Linked DNA regions of Mus musculus: region 2 is linked to region 1. Evidence: chromatin contacts called from public ChIA-PET data. All regions are on one chromosome and are shown on one strand. Each heading gives the region's core, a stretch centred on a gene start, on an enhancer-like site or on the middle of the called end of the contact. The rest is flanking DNA. Distances are from core to core; before and after follow the strand shown. Region 1 overlaps Fap (fibroblast activation protein). Region 2 overlaps Ifih1 (interferon induced with helicase C domain 1).

Evidence for each region. ChIA-PET counts read pairs in DNA pulled down with a chosen protein or histone mark.
Region 2: an SMC1A ChIA-PET map of the G1E-ER4 cell line shows a contact between it and region 1, with 6 read pairs. The contact joins two enhancer-like sites. A contact is called at or near these places in 2 of 15 datasets of contacts at CTCF or cohesin (the G1E-ER4 cell line and stem cell-derived epiblast-like cells), 12 of 484 Hi-C or Micro-C datasets (the G1E-ER4 cell line, LSK cells, cerebral cortex and 7 more) and 1 of 115 datasets of contacts at active chromatin or transcription factors (fibro-adipogenic progenitors).

Annotation. Positions count from the first base shown.
Region 1 is chr2:62,533,027-62,539,905 of GRCm38.p6, reverse strand. It overlaps Fap (fibroblast activation protein), which reads left to right. Exons shown (of 26, transcript NM_007986.3): 12 at 2,872-2,916; 13 at 6,671-6,775; 14 at 6,874-6,879. Among named protein-coding and RNA genes, the nearest start is that of Fap, 38 kb to the left of the region's middle. Within about 2 kb of position 4,240, at least 3 of the 459 cell types and tissues checked have an H3K27ac peak or open chromatin away from gene starts, as enhancers often do. A contact at or near this core is called in the G1E-ER4 cell line, where this site is marked.
Region 2 is chr2:62,613,242-62,619,645 of GRCm38.p6, reverse strand. Ifih1 (interferon induced with helicase C domain 1) reads left to right here. Exons shown (of 16, transcript NM_027835.3): 5 at 2,162-2,385. Among named protein-coding and RNA genes, the nearest start is that of Gm39839, 3.5 kb to the left of the region's middle. Within about 2 kb of position 3,620, at least 2 of the 459 cell types and tissues checked have an H3K27ac peak or open chromatin away from gene starts, as enhancers often do. A contact at or near this core is called in the G1E-ER4 cell line, where this site is marked.

The DNA.
Region 1 (6,879 bases), core at 2,991-5,490:
ATTGGAGTCCATCATTTAGACTAGACTGGCATGCAAGTGACATACAACATTCCTCAGGGGACAGTGTTATGATTACAAGTGCATGCCAACATTTCGGCCTCTCCTTTAAGTGAATTTTGGTGCTGGGACTCAGGTTATTACTCTAGAAGGCAAGCACTTTCCCAGTATGATAAAGATCCATTCTTGAAATTTTATCATTACAATTCTTCTTTCTTTCTTCCAAATACTTCCATATATCCCTCTCCACTTTCCTTCGTATTCATGGCCTCTTCATTTCTTAATTGTCACTGTATGCACATATGTATATGCATATATATATATATATATAAAACCAGGTTATGTCTCTATATAACTTGGTTAGCCTGCACAATGTTACTTGTTTGTATTTTCCCAAGGATATTTGTCACTGGACAACCAATGGGTGTGCTCCTTTCTTTTTCTTTTCTGTCTTTATTTATTCATTCATTCATTTAAAACTCCAGATTTTATTCCCCTCTCGGTCCATCCTCTGACTTTTCCACATCCCATACCACCTCCCTGGCCCCTGTCTTCACAAGGATGTCTCATCTCCACTCTGACCCACCATATATCTAAACTCCCTGCAGCCTCCAGTCTTTTGAGGGTTAGGTGCATCTTCTCTGACTAAAATCAAACCTGGAGTCCTCTGAGCTATATGTGTTGGGGCGGGGAGGGGCTTATATCAGCTGGTATGTGCTTTCTGGTTGGTGGTCCAGTGTCTGAGAGATCTCAGGGGTCCAGGTTAATTGAGACTGCTGGTCCTCCTATAGGATTGCCCTCCTCCTCAGCTTCTCCAGCTTTCCCTTAATTCAACCACACGGGTCAGCAGTTTCTGTACTTTGGTTGGATGAGAATATCTGCATCTGACTCTTTCAGCTGCTTGTTGGGTCTTTCAGGGGGCAGTCATGATAGGCCCCTTTTTATGAGTGCTCCATAGCCTCTGTAATAGTGTCAGGTCTTGGGGCCTCTCCTTGAGCTGGATCCCACTTTGAATCTGTCACTGGACCTTCTTTTCTCCAGTCTCTTGTCCATTTCCATCCCTGCAGTTCTTTCAGACAGGAACAGTTGTGGGTCAAAAGTTGTGGGATGGCAACCTCATCTCTCCTTGATGCCCTGTCTTTCTGCTGGAGGTGGGCTCTACAAGTTCCCTCTCCCAATGTAGGACATTTCATCTAAGGTTCCTCACTTTGAGTCCTGAGAGTCTCTCACCTCCCATGTCTCTGGTACGTTCTGGAGGGTCCCCCCAGTCTCCTACCTCCCGAGGTTACCTGTTTCCATTCTTTCTGCTGGCCCTCAGAACTTCAGTCCTTTCCCCCACCCTCTCCTAGGTGAGGTTGCTCCTTTCTTGGAGACCACTGTTCCAGTTCCCAGCTTTCCTGAGTTGCCTAGAGTTCCTTATGTAAGGGTGAGGCCTTGTGGGCTTTTCCCTGTCTACTTTGGCATGTCCATTAGTGTCATCCTTGTTGAGCTTGTTTGGGCAGTCATGTTGACCACCTACATAGAAATGTTATTTTCTAGTTAATGCATTTCCAAGGAAAGTCAACAACACTTCTGTAGGAGGAAATTCCAATGATTAATTGGCTTAATATAGTAGGGATTCATGGTTCATTTATACAACCAATGGCAAATCCAAGAAAATGAGGTATTGTCAGAGTAGGTCTTCTACTCCATAATGCAGTTCAGAAACCCAGCTGATGGCATTTCTGTTATCTTAATGTGTGGTTCTAAGTCATTAGCATTCAACTGGAGCAGAAAGAAAGGAATGGGGGGTGGAGTGAATGGTCCGAGTGAGATGTTTTTATGGGAAGGGCTACAAACAGCTTTTTTCTCTTTCTGTTCATACTATTTCTATTCCTTACCACGTGACTATGTCCCGCTGTAAGAAAAGCAGGGAAACATGATTCAACTACAGAAAGACAATCCTGTCCCAGAGTATAACTGCTGTTTCTTTCACAACTGTCTACTTAACTCCCTCAGGGTGGTCTTTATCCATAGCAGATGTTTCCAGAACTATTTGTCAAAAAATTCTCAAAATTATTTCTGTTGATCTGAAGGTTCAATGTCTCCTTACTCTATCCCCACTACTGTATCCTTGGTCTGAGTCTTTATCAGTATTTCCTAAAAACCAGAATTTAAGTGGCATTTTTGGCGTCTTTCCACCATAGCCACTACCAAATACACATTGTCTCTCATACTTATGGTTACATTTTCTATATTAGGTAAGTGAAGTCCTTCATGGAATTTACTCACAGATCAAACTGCCTGGATGGCACCACAGTTTCTCCAAGATCTTGCTGATGCTTTTCCTCTTCCAAATTCCCTGAGGCACTTTCCTTTCTGACCCACTAAGCTTACCACTAGGTCTATGCCTAGTAACTCAACCCATAATGTTCTTTATCTATCTATAAAAAAGGATTATTTACATTTTATGACTTCTAAGTATTTATATATGAAGTGATACTTCTGCCTCTTGCTAAAACCTGAAAATACGAATGTTTAGGTTTCTAGCTACCCCATAAGGAATAGGAACACAATAGCAACTTCGCTGTGGACTGCCTTCTTCTGTGTCACATCACATGCTTTATTTGGGCTGAATTTCCACACATATGTGATGATTCTAAGACCAGCCACATGGAAGAGTGAAGGAGAAAAACATCTGAAATTAGGTTTCTCAATGATTTGTCTGTATATACTCAGCATGCTGCTCTTAAGAAACCTTTAACAAACTCTCCTCAACTGGAGGCTCAGTTGTAGAACACCATGGCCAGGCAGATTAACTGTTCATAATGTCCAAATTATACATTTGAAAAGCTATTCTTTTTGTGCTTTAATCTGACTTCTCTTTGTTTGTAGAACCAGGAGCATGTAGAAGAAAGCAGAACAGGATGGGCTGGTGGAGTATGATTTTTCTATCTTTTCCTTTATTTTAACGGCACCCAGCAGAGTCAGTGAACTGACTTTTACACAGTGTATGCGTCCCATGTCGTGCTTAGGTATCAAACAAGGAAATGTGTTTTGGGATGATTTGTGATTAATTGTGCCTGGAATCTTTCGATGGAGTTAGTGATATATATGGTTTGTTTCATATAAATATAATCATCGTTTAAGGAAACCAATTGTATTTTTTCTCCTACATTAATTACTACAAAATAAGTTGGAGAATTAGTGAATGTAGTCTGGACAATGCCACATGTCACAAAAGTACATCAAGCAATCATTTGTGTCAGGTTGGCTGCTGGGCTGAGATTTAGGCACACTGTACAAAAAGGGACACAGGTATCAATTTTAATCTTTGGAAGTATATTTAGTAATGAAAATTCTATATCCCAGAAAAAGAGTGTAAAATAATTACTTCAAGTGGAAACTTTTGGAAATAATTTCTCATCCTCTGAATGCATCTGCTTTATTGGATAGCTTTCCTAACTAGTATCAATGAAATTAACCTGAGAAAATATAGATTATGTATATGATTTAAAAACTCATTCGGGTAATTGTGTGGGTGCGAGTGTGCTCACACACATGCCTGTGTGTAGTTCTTGGGATCAACAAGGGCCAAATATACTGGACAAGTAGCCTATCATAAGCTACCACTACAGTCCTTGTTTTGGGTCTTTAAACAAATTTAAAAAGCTGGTCATAATAGTATATATTAAATGGTAATTTTTAAAAAGGGGTTTCTTTAGAATTTATTCAAGATATTTAAACAGCAAAAGACACAAGAAATTAACTGGAGATATTTTCCTGTAAATGATGTACAAAACAAAAGAACCTAAATTTTAGTTCTTTGCATTTAGACATACGCTCTGAAATCATAATGGTTTCAACCTGACTAGGGTTGCAACCAAACTATCACCAGCTATTTAAACAATGCTACCTCTTCGGTCTGTGGCTAAAACCTCTTGGTTAAAAACAGAACATGAATTTTATGGTTTGGTGTCTGAAAGCCTGTACTTCTGTCTAATCGTTAGCTCAGCTTACACATTATCTTTTGCCATTTAGTGAGGATGGCAAAAAACAAAAAAACAAAACTGTGAGAAGTAACCTTACTTCCTAGGTAAGATATTTTAAATGGCTTTGCACTTCACTCAGAGATAAGCAATTTATCAGAAAAAAAAATCTAAGCGCGATAAAGAAACCAGGGCAGGGCCCTGTTACAACTGAGGTCACCGCAGTTGAATGTCTTATCTAGTGTCCAGGTGTGACTTGCTGCAAGAAGCACTTAACTCAGAATGCATTATGGCCCTAGCTCTGACAACGTGAGAGCGGAAATATTTCACACCCTCTTTACCTGACCTAAGTTACCTGCTCATCGGAAGCAACTGTCTTCCATGTGCGCAGAGAAAGGGACGAGATAACAGCCTTTGCCCAGCAGAAAGATTCTTCCTGTTTGCCTGCTCCTAATATCTTAAAACAGAACAGTCTGTCCTGGTAATTTTTTATTTTCAGTACAAATGAAATTGTAAGCTTTACTCAGAATACAGTCTTTTTAGAAGTCCCTTAATTGACTCACTAGGTATGTGAGGAAAAACTGTTTATTATTATTATTTTTATTATTTGTTATTATTAAAGGCAGCTTTATTGGGAAGCTGCTCTCAGGTAGGTGAGTTCACTGGCCCTAAGGACCAAAGATGGGGAAGACACCATGGGGAAAGAAGAGGTAGGTGAGAGAGAGATAAAGAGAGAAAGGGGTCTGCACACAGAGAGGAGAAGCAAGGAATAACTTTTCACCATATTACATTAAAGTGGTCTGTGGTGGCTTGGGTTCCATTTGAACAACTAAACCACATAGAACCAATTGTTTTTCACACTATATAGTATGCGGGAGTAAAGAAGCTGTGTATTATAATGCTGCCATTCCTTGCTTGAGAGCAAAACCTTTCTGAAATGAAGAAGCAGCTTTGTCAATGGCCCACACTAGAGCAGTGCCCCCGCCAAATACTTACACTCAAGATGCAAAGTGATCTGAAGCAGCTTTTATGATGACTGATGGTGATGGATGCATAAGCCATCTCACCTTACTCAACTTTCCACTGTTACAAATGTATTCAAAGATACACCAGACATTTCTATTTAGCGAAGTTTTCTTGAGCAATGATTATTCATGGATGAGGCAGCGTCCAGGATATAGAATCTTTTCCTGTGCCTCTCATGCTGCCTTATGTCTTTTCTCTTATTAGAACTGTGGTCCTTGGATCTAGAGCTAATGCTAATCTAGTAGGGCCACATCTTTCATTTTTATCACAATTGTATCTGTAAATCTTCCATCCAGGTGGAAACAAATTTATAGAAACATTAGTTACCCAGTAGAAATATGAGATCCATTGCATTTTAACAACGTATGATCACAACATAAGAGAAATAATTTTATCAAAAAAAAATTTCCAGCTTCAGATCACATCCAAATGTCATCATTAAATAAGTCAATCGCACTTCTCCCTGCTACCTGTTTGATCAGAAATTGATCTCAGAAAAGATATAAACAAGAACAAATGTTTGAAGGTAGGAGATACTACTGGTATGTGTGGATGCTTACTATTTTCTTCACTCATAAAATAACGGAACAGCTTGGGCTACTGTTCCATGGACTTAAACCAGACAGAGGATCAGGTTTTAAGTTCCTCCTGTATGATATAGAGAAGCTCTACTCTCATGAGATTTTTCTCAGTAAGTTGTCATCATTTCACCAGAGGACAACCTGTAAGAATAGTCATAAAGATAGAACAGGTCATTTTATTTTACAATGGGAGACACATTACCCTATGAGGCATTTTCAGAATTCAGTTGTCTGTACTGGATAGGATATTGAGTTGCCACTAGCTCTGTTCCAGGAAACTTGAGTGACTGGGAGTTGAGTGCAATAAGATCATTCCCAGCAGTGTGTGCTGAACTCCACAAACTCAGCTTACACCGCCATTGTGTTTCCTGAGCTCAGAGCTAACCCTAACCATGCTTCACTGTTCCTCTCAAAAGTGCTACTAAAATCTGTGGCTTCTAGACCATCATATTTGAATCGTTCAAATGTCTTCATTAAGTTGTTGACATTAGGAGCTTAGCATTAGACAACTCAAAAATCCAAAGTACATCTGGGGCTGGAGAGACGTCTCAGTGGTTAAAAGAACTGGCTGCTCTTTTCGAGGACCAGGTTTAATTTCCAGCACACACAGGGTGGCTCACAACTCTAACTCCAGTTCCAGGGGACCTGACCACCTCACTCAGACATACATACAGGCAAAAGACCGATGCACATAAAAATAACAATAAATTGTTTAAAAAAATATACTTTGATCAAATGCTCCATTTTAAAGTTTGGTTTGATTAAATGTCAACATTTGTTTTGTTATTCCTGTAACTCAATCCCAAACCGTATCACCTTACGTCAGAAATTTATTAATCAGGTGTCGCAAAGCTTGGGGCTCCAGGGGTGGTAGGGTGGGGTAGAGGTGTGCAGTAGCAAACAAGCACCAGTCAGCACCTGCGAGTTCCTATTAGATTGACTGGAAAAGCTGTCCTTTGAAAATCTGGAATTTCAGGTGTGGATGACAGGTGATAGGAGAGGTGACACACCAGGATTCTTAGCCATACATGGCTTATAAAAATAACTGGCTTTTGTGCAGTTTGTCTTTTAGATATAACCTCTGTTCATTTCTTTCAGTTCTTTGTTTCGACACCAGCTTTTAGCCAGGATGCCACTTCTTACTACAAAATATTTAGCGACAAGGATGGTTACAAACATATTCACTACATCAAAGACACTGTGGTACGTTCCTTCCAAGATTTCTCTCCTCAAAGATCATTCACTTGAGGTTGCTCAAGTGACGCTCAGCTTCACACAACATAATGTTTGTCTTTTTATAGGAAAAT
Region 2 (6,404 bases), core at 2,371-4,870, 80 kb before region 1:
AGTATATACAATTAAATTACTATGAGGAATGCAATTTTTTATCATTCTTAAATCTATACCAAAATTTTGATAGAGTAAAATTAATGGAGAATTTATTGATATGGATTTCTGTGTCTTGATTTAGATACTGCTTAAAATATATCTTTCATTATAAGCTTGCTCTTTTGGGAAAAGTTGGGTAATTCATGCTTTCAGTAGAGAAGAAATATTAAAATTTTCATTACCTAAAAAAGCCACTTGGTGGAAAAGAAATGTTATCGTTAAATTAATCTGAACCTTACAGAAATATAATGGGAAGTGAATTTAAAATGCTGGTGATTCGTGTGATTTTTTTTTTCATAAAAAACATTGAATGACTCAGCGGATGATCCAACCATAGCTTAAGTGTATTGCATCTGTGGTTATTCATGTGTAGAAGGCAAATGTCCTACTTACTCGGTAAATGGTTCTCACTAAGTGGTTTTTGGTGTGAATTTTCCTACCTGTTCAGATAGTTCTATCTCAGCAAGTTAAAACCCACTAAAACGGAATCAACGGTTTGCGGGAAATGGAGCTGTCAGCAAGTTCTTTAAAGTTAATGGGATGGTGTTAGTTTAGTCTTACTGTGGCCATTGATAAGGGAGTAAGCACTCACCCAGTGTGTGCTGGAGGGCTGATAAGCACGGTCATCTCATCTTTTCTGATGCTGTAAAGCACAGGTGGGTGTTTAAGTTGAAATAATATTTGTTTTCCTACATTCCACTTTGTGAGCAGTACATTTTAGATCCTTTCCTCTTGGCCAAGAAGATGAGAAAACGTGGTCCCTTCTGAACAAAATATATCTAAAACAAGATATGTGTCATAATAAAATTACTCTAGCGTTTATGAAATCACTATGTTAGCACTTACTTTGTCAGCATTTTTTATTTTAAAAATGCATATTATGGAACTACTTGTAATAAATATATTTTGATTTGGGTTTCAGGAGAACAAATGTATGGAGACCTGCATATCAGGAAATAATAATAGAAATCTAAAACAACATGGCAAATTGATGACAGTTTAGCTGAAAACTGCATAATTATGTTTTATCTGTTGATGGAAACATTACTAAGTAAAGGCCGGTATAGGTAGCGCTTTCCTGTTCCCTAAATATGCTTTCTAGTCTGGTAGCCTCAAACGCAAATGATCTCCACACTCTCTGTCTCTTTGACTCTGTTTTTCCTGTCTCTGTCTCTCTGTGTTTCTCTGTGTCTCTGTTTCTCTCCCTCACAGACGAGCACACGCACACATGTGTGCATGCCCTCATGCGGGCGCGCGCGCGCACACACACACACACACACAAGCACAGAAGCAGCTCTTGATGTCCTAAGTGCCACTTGTACAGATTCTGTCAACTGTGTATCCAAACTATATTTTAAAATTTATACTGAATAGATAGAAATATTTTGTCATTACTCCTTAAACAATAAAAAACAGCTTTTTATAAAGCACTCACACTATATCAGATTTGTAAGTAGAAATAATTTGTAAGAAGATATATATGCACACTTCATACAATTTATGTTCCAGTTTACATGAAGCTCCTAAAGTTCCCCAGATAGCAGTAGATGACAGCATTCATGTGCTTTGTGATATTTAGTTATTAGATGATGTTTTTAACAAATTAAGGAAGTAGTTCCAGCTATTTTTCTTTCTTTTTAATAAAAAATAACGGACATGAGAGCAGTGAGGACTAATCAGCCTTCCTTTCTAGCCCACTTTGCTTTAATGGGAGGAGGGCTAAGAGAAACCCAGAGGACAAGAGACAGAGCAAAGACCTGAGATGCCCTGTGCATTAGCGATAGGAACCTACAAGCCCACACAACATCCTTTCTGTGATCCAAGCTGGGAAGTGCTCTCTCTTGACAACTCTTCCCCAGTCATCTCCTTCCAAGGCCTCTATGCTGTTAATTCACTCCAACATAGGGAGCCTGGATCAGTCCTGAAAGACAGACCTGACACTCCCTGGTACAGAAAACAGAAAGTGAAGTGGTTTGGAACACAGAGGACAGGACCTTAAACATCTAAATCCTGTCTGCAGTTTGGGGGCTTCCAAGCCTTCGTATCTTTGCTGGGCCTCCAAGCCTTCATATCTTTGCTGTTTCTCTTACGCCACTTTTCCATGTTTTTCTTCCCTCAGATGAAAGTGTCATCCAGACAAAAAGAGTATCCCCCGAGCCAGAACTGCAGCTCAGGCCTTACCAAATGGAAGTGGCCCAACCAGCTCTAGATGGGAAGAATATTATTATCTGCCTCCCCACGGGGAGTGGGAAAACCAGAGTGGCTGTTTACATCACCAAAGATCACTTAGACAAGAAGAAGCAGGCATCTGAATCCGGGAAGGTTATCGTTCTTGTCAATAAGGTATACGCTCCTGTGCTCCCTCTTGTATGAACATTCTCACTGAAGCCTGAAGATGATAACATTTGTAGCACCAAACCACACAGAGATTCATTTCATTAGGTTTAAGGTCAAAGAAACCATTTATTTTCATTTTTATCCTTAAGCTATATATCTAAAATTTAAGAGATTAACCTTAAAATTGATGTTTTCATGAAACTAGATCATTAAGCAAGATAGTTCTAATTTACATATAAAAATTTAATTTGTCAGCACACTCGCTCTTTTTTTAATTAGATAATTTCTTTATTTACGTTTCAAATGTTTTCTCCTTTCCTGGTTTCCCCTCTGAAAACCCCCTATCCCCATCCCCCCACCTGCTCACCAACCAGCCCATTCCTACTTCCTGTCCCTGGCATTCCCCTATACTAGAGCATAGAACTTTCACAGGACTAAGGGCCTCTCCTCCCATTGATGACCGATTAGGGCATCCTCTGCTACATATGCAACTAGAGCCATGAGTCCCACCATGTGTTTTCTTTGGTTGGTAGTTTAGTCCCAGGAAGCTCTGGGGATACTGGTTAGTTCATATTGTTGTTCCTCCTATGGGACTGCAAACCCCTTCAGCTTCTTGGGTACCTTCTCTAGCTCCTTCATTGGAGACCCTGTGCTCTGTCTAATGGAGGGCTGTGAGCATCCATTTCAACACACTCACGCTTTTGAGCATGTGTGACCCGAAAATGATGATCAACTACCTTCTTTTAAAGCATCTTTAGCCACTAATACTTAACCAAACATTGTATATACTCTTTATCCAGAACATTATAGAGCAGAGTGTGACTGAAAGATAGAGAAAACTTAATTGACTATTTTTACCCAATTGAACATTAATATGTATTACATTAAATGCTACTGAACTTTTCTTTGAAAATTTGTATCTTGTAAAGGTCCTCCAATCATCTTTATATTAACACTGTAAACAAAATTTATTTATTTGAATTTTATTTAGATAGAAGAGAATTTACACACTAGTAGACTGAATAATATTTTTTCCTATTCTAGGAAATAAAATTTAATGTGCTTTTCATGATTAGCCTTTTTCTTATCATCATGTACTTGTTTAAAGGAAATAACACCGATAGACTTTTAAGACTGCTTGTGTAAATTTTTTAAGATTTATATTATTCTAAAACATTTTGTAGGAAGCTGCTTTGCCATATTAAAAATACCATATTCAGTATCCACAGGGTGAGTGGTGTCCATCACCGTGTTTGAAATGGACCTGTGTGGACCTTCTAAGCCTGACCTGCTCTCCTGGACATGTGCTCAGTGGTAGAGCTCCTGCCTAGAGGATGCAAGGCTCTGGATTTGAAATCCAGCACTCACCTGGGCATGGTGGCCAATGCCTTTAATCCCAGCACTTGGGAGGCAGAGGCAGGAGGATTTCTGAGTTCGAGGCCAGCCTGGTCTACAAAGTGAGTTCCAGGACGGCCAGGGCTACACAGAGAAACCCTGTCTCAAACAAACAAACAAACAAACAAAAAATCCAGCACTCCCAGAACCAAACAGAGGGTCATATCTTTATACCTTTCTACCCACCATGGGAAGATGATTTTTATATTCTTTTCTGGCAATAATGAAACATTAATATTTATTTGCCCTAAACCTTTCATTTATTCATTTTTTGAATATAAGTTTAAATCCTATTTCTACCTACCTATTAGCACTGTGACCTCAGACAAATTTCAACATTTTCTAACATTTTAGTTGTCTAATCTCTTCCCCCGCCCCTCTGTGTGTGTGTGTGTGTGTGTGTGTGTGTGTGTGTGTGTGTGTGTGAGAGAGAGAGAGAGAGAGAGAGAGAGAGAGAGAGAGAGAGAGAGAATATGCATGTATGTGCTTGCTCAAAAATTAAGTCTAATAATAACTCATTAAATTTTCTTATTTTCTTTTCTTCCTTTATCATCTGTAACTTAATGAAATTGAATACTTTACATATAGGACAGGATTGAGTCCTAAATCCACAGGAAAAAAATAATGTTGTTAAATGAATCCAAAGCTGCTTACACGATGTCTTTGTTCCTCTAGGGCAGTTCTGCCATTTTCTGAATCTTAGCCTCTGAGGAGAGGTGGTGACCTCTCCTCTCGAAGGCTCCCTTTCCTATTTATCTGTCTCTGTGTCATATATACCACCTCATCCTAGTCATGTAGCTTCAAAGCCCAGTGATTATCTTTCATTAATTTCCTTCTCTATTTCCCTGATCTGGTCAGAGGACCATAGACTGTAAGAGCTGAGAAGACCTTTGTGGTACAGCTTTCCTCCTTGGCAGAGATGTGCCACTTCTAGTTAATATCTGGTACCAAGGAAATTTCCCATCTTCCAAAACAACCACAGCCATTCTTTCCACATTTGCCACCCAAAGTAATCCATGCATGTGTTCTCTTAAACACATGTGTTCTATGAAACCCACAGTTATTCTTTCCTCTGTTATCCTGGAACATAATCATAACTCTCCTGCTTTGCAACAAAGAAAGGGCAACATCCTGTGGGTACTGGGTGACACCATAGTCCCTTTTATTATGATTCCCGGGCCCCTCAGGATTTAACATCCTCATAGTCTCCCAGACACATTGTTGAACAAATGCTGTAGATGCAGTCTTAGGAATGTGGAGTGGAGGAGAGACGAGGTCTAGCTCAATCCAGGACTGAGTACATTTGTATATCAGAATCTGTACTAAGCTAAAACCTTATTTTACTTTTGTATAACTGACTTTCAAGCTTCAGCATTTTTCTTATTTATGTTGTCTGATCATTTTAGATCTGTTTTTATTATTTTATGTGTATGAGTGTTTTGCCTGCGTGTGTGTGTCTGTGCACCCGGTGCATGCCTGAGGCCCATGGAAGCCGTCAGAGAGTGTTGGATCCTCTCAAACTGAAGTTACAGAGAGTTGGAGTTACCACGTGGTGCCTGGGAATTGAATCTGGGTCCTCTGAAAGAATAGCGAGTGTTCTTAACCACTAAGTGGGCCACTTTTCTGGTCCCAGATCTAATTTTGTAATGGTTTACTGTACCTTTCTTTATATAAATGTTCTTTTGCTTGATTTATTCTACTTAGGACTCTTTCAACCCATACAATCTAGGTAGTTCTTATTCATGCACATTTACAGGCACATTTATTGTTTATCATTTTCATCATTTGTATCTACTGTATTGGATTCTTTTGATAATCAAAGCAGATTTTATTGGTTCTATGTGGCTTGTGTAGATCCTGTACCCATTTGAGCATGGTTTGTGAACTAGGTTCTTAAAAATCCGAGTACTTAGTGGCTGTTGTTAAAAGCTATGAGATAAACAAAGGTATCCCAGTGTTTGTGTCTATGTGTGAATATTTAGCAGAGTAATTAAAAATTTCTCAATTAACTATCAAAGCTTTTGAGTTCCAAACATGAAATTTGAATTTTCCAATGACATTTTCCCATTGAACAAGCACTAAAAGCACCGCCCAGTCCTCTTTCCTCCCTCCTTGTTTTCTTTGAGATTACTACAAAGACTTTCCACTAGCTCTCCATTTACATTGTTATTGTTTACTGTAAGTTGTCCCTTAAATATATTTAAAGAACCTTCAGCTTTAATTATTTATTTTTTATTTTTTTGGAAATCTCTAACTTACGAATGCAGCATATTAGTGTCTAGCCAACTTGCAATGTATTTTAGCTCCCAATCTAGAGTACAGAAAACTTGGTCTCTAATACCATTTACTTTCGTCTCCATCCTTTCCAAAGTTATAGCCTTCAAGTGCAGAGAGAAATGCAAACACCACCTGTGCTCCCAGACTTTCCATTTCCTATCTAGGGCTTCAACATCATGAGAGAGAAGTCCCAGGTTCCTTCAGATGCTGAAATGCAGCCCCATATGATTCAGCAGAAGTGGGGAGCAGTTGGGCTTGATTAGTCTTGGCACGCACTCTGTCACATCTCAGGAAAAGGCTCCAAGAGGACCACACACCTCCCAATTAGCCATGTCAGACTTGCATCTGGCTTT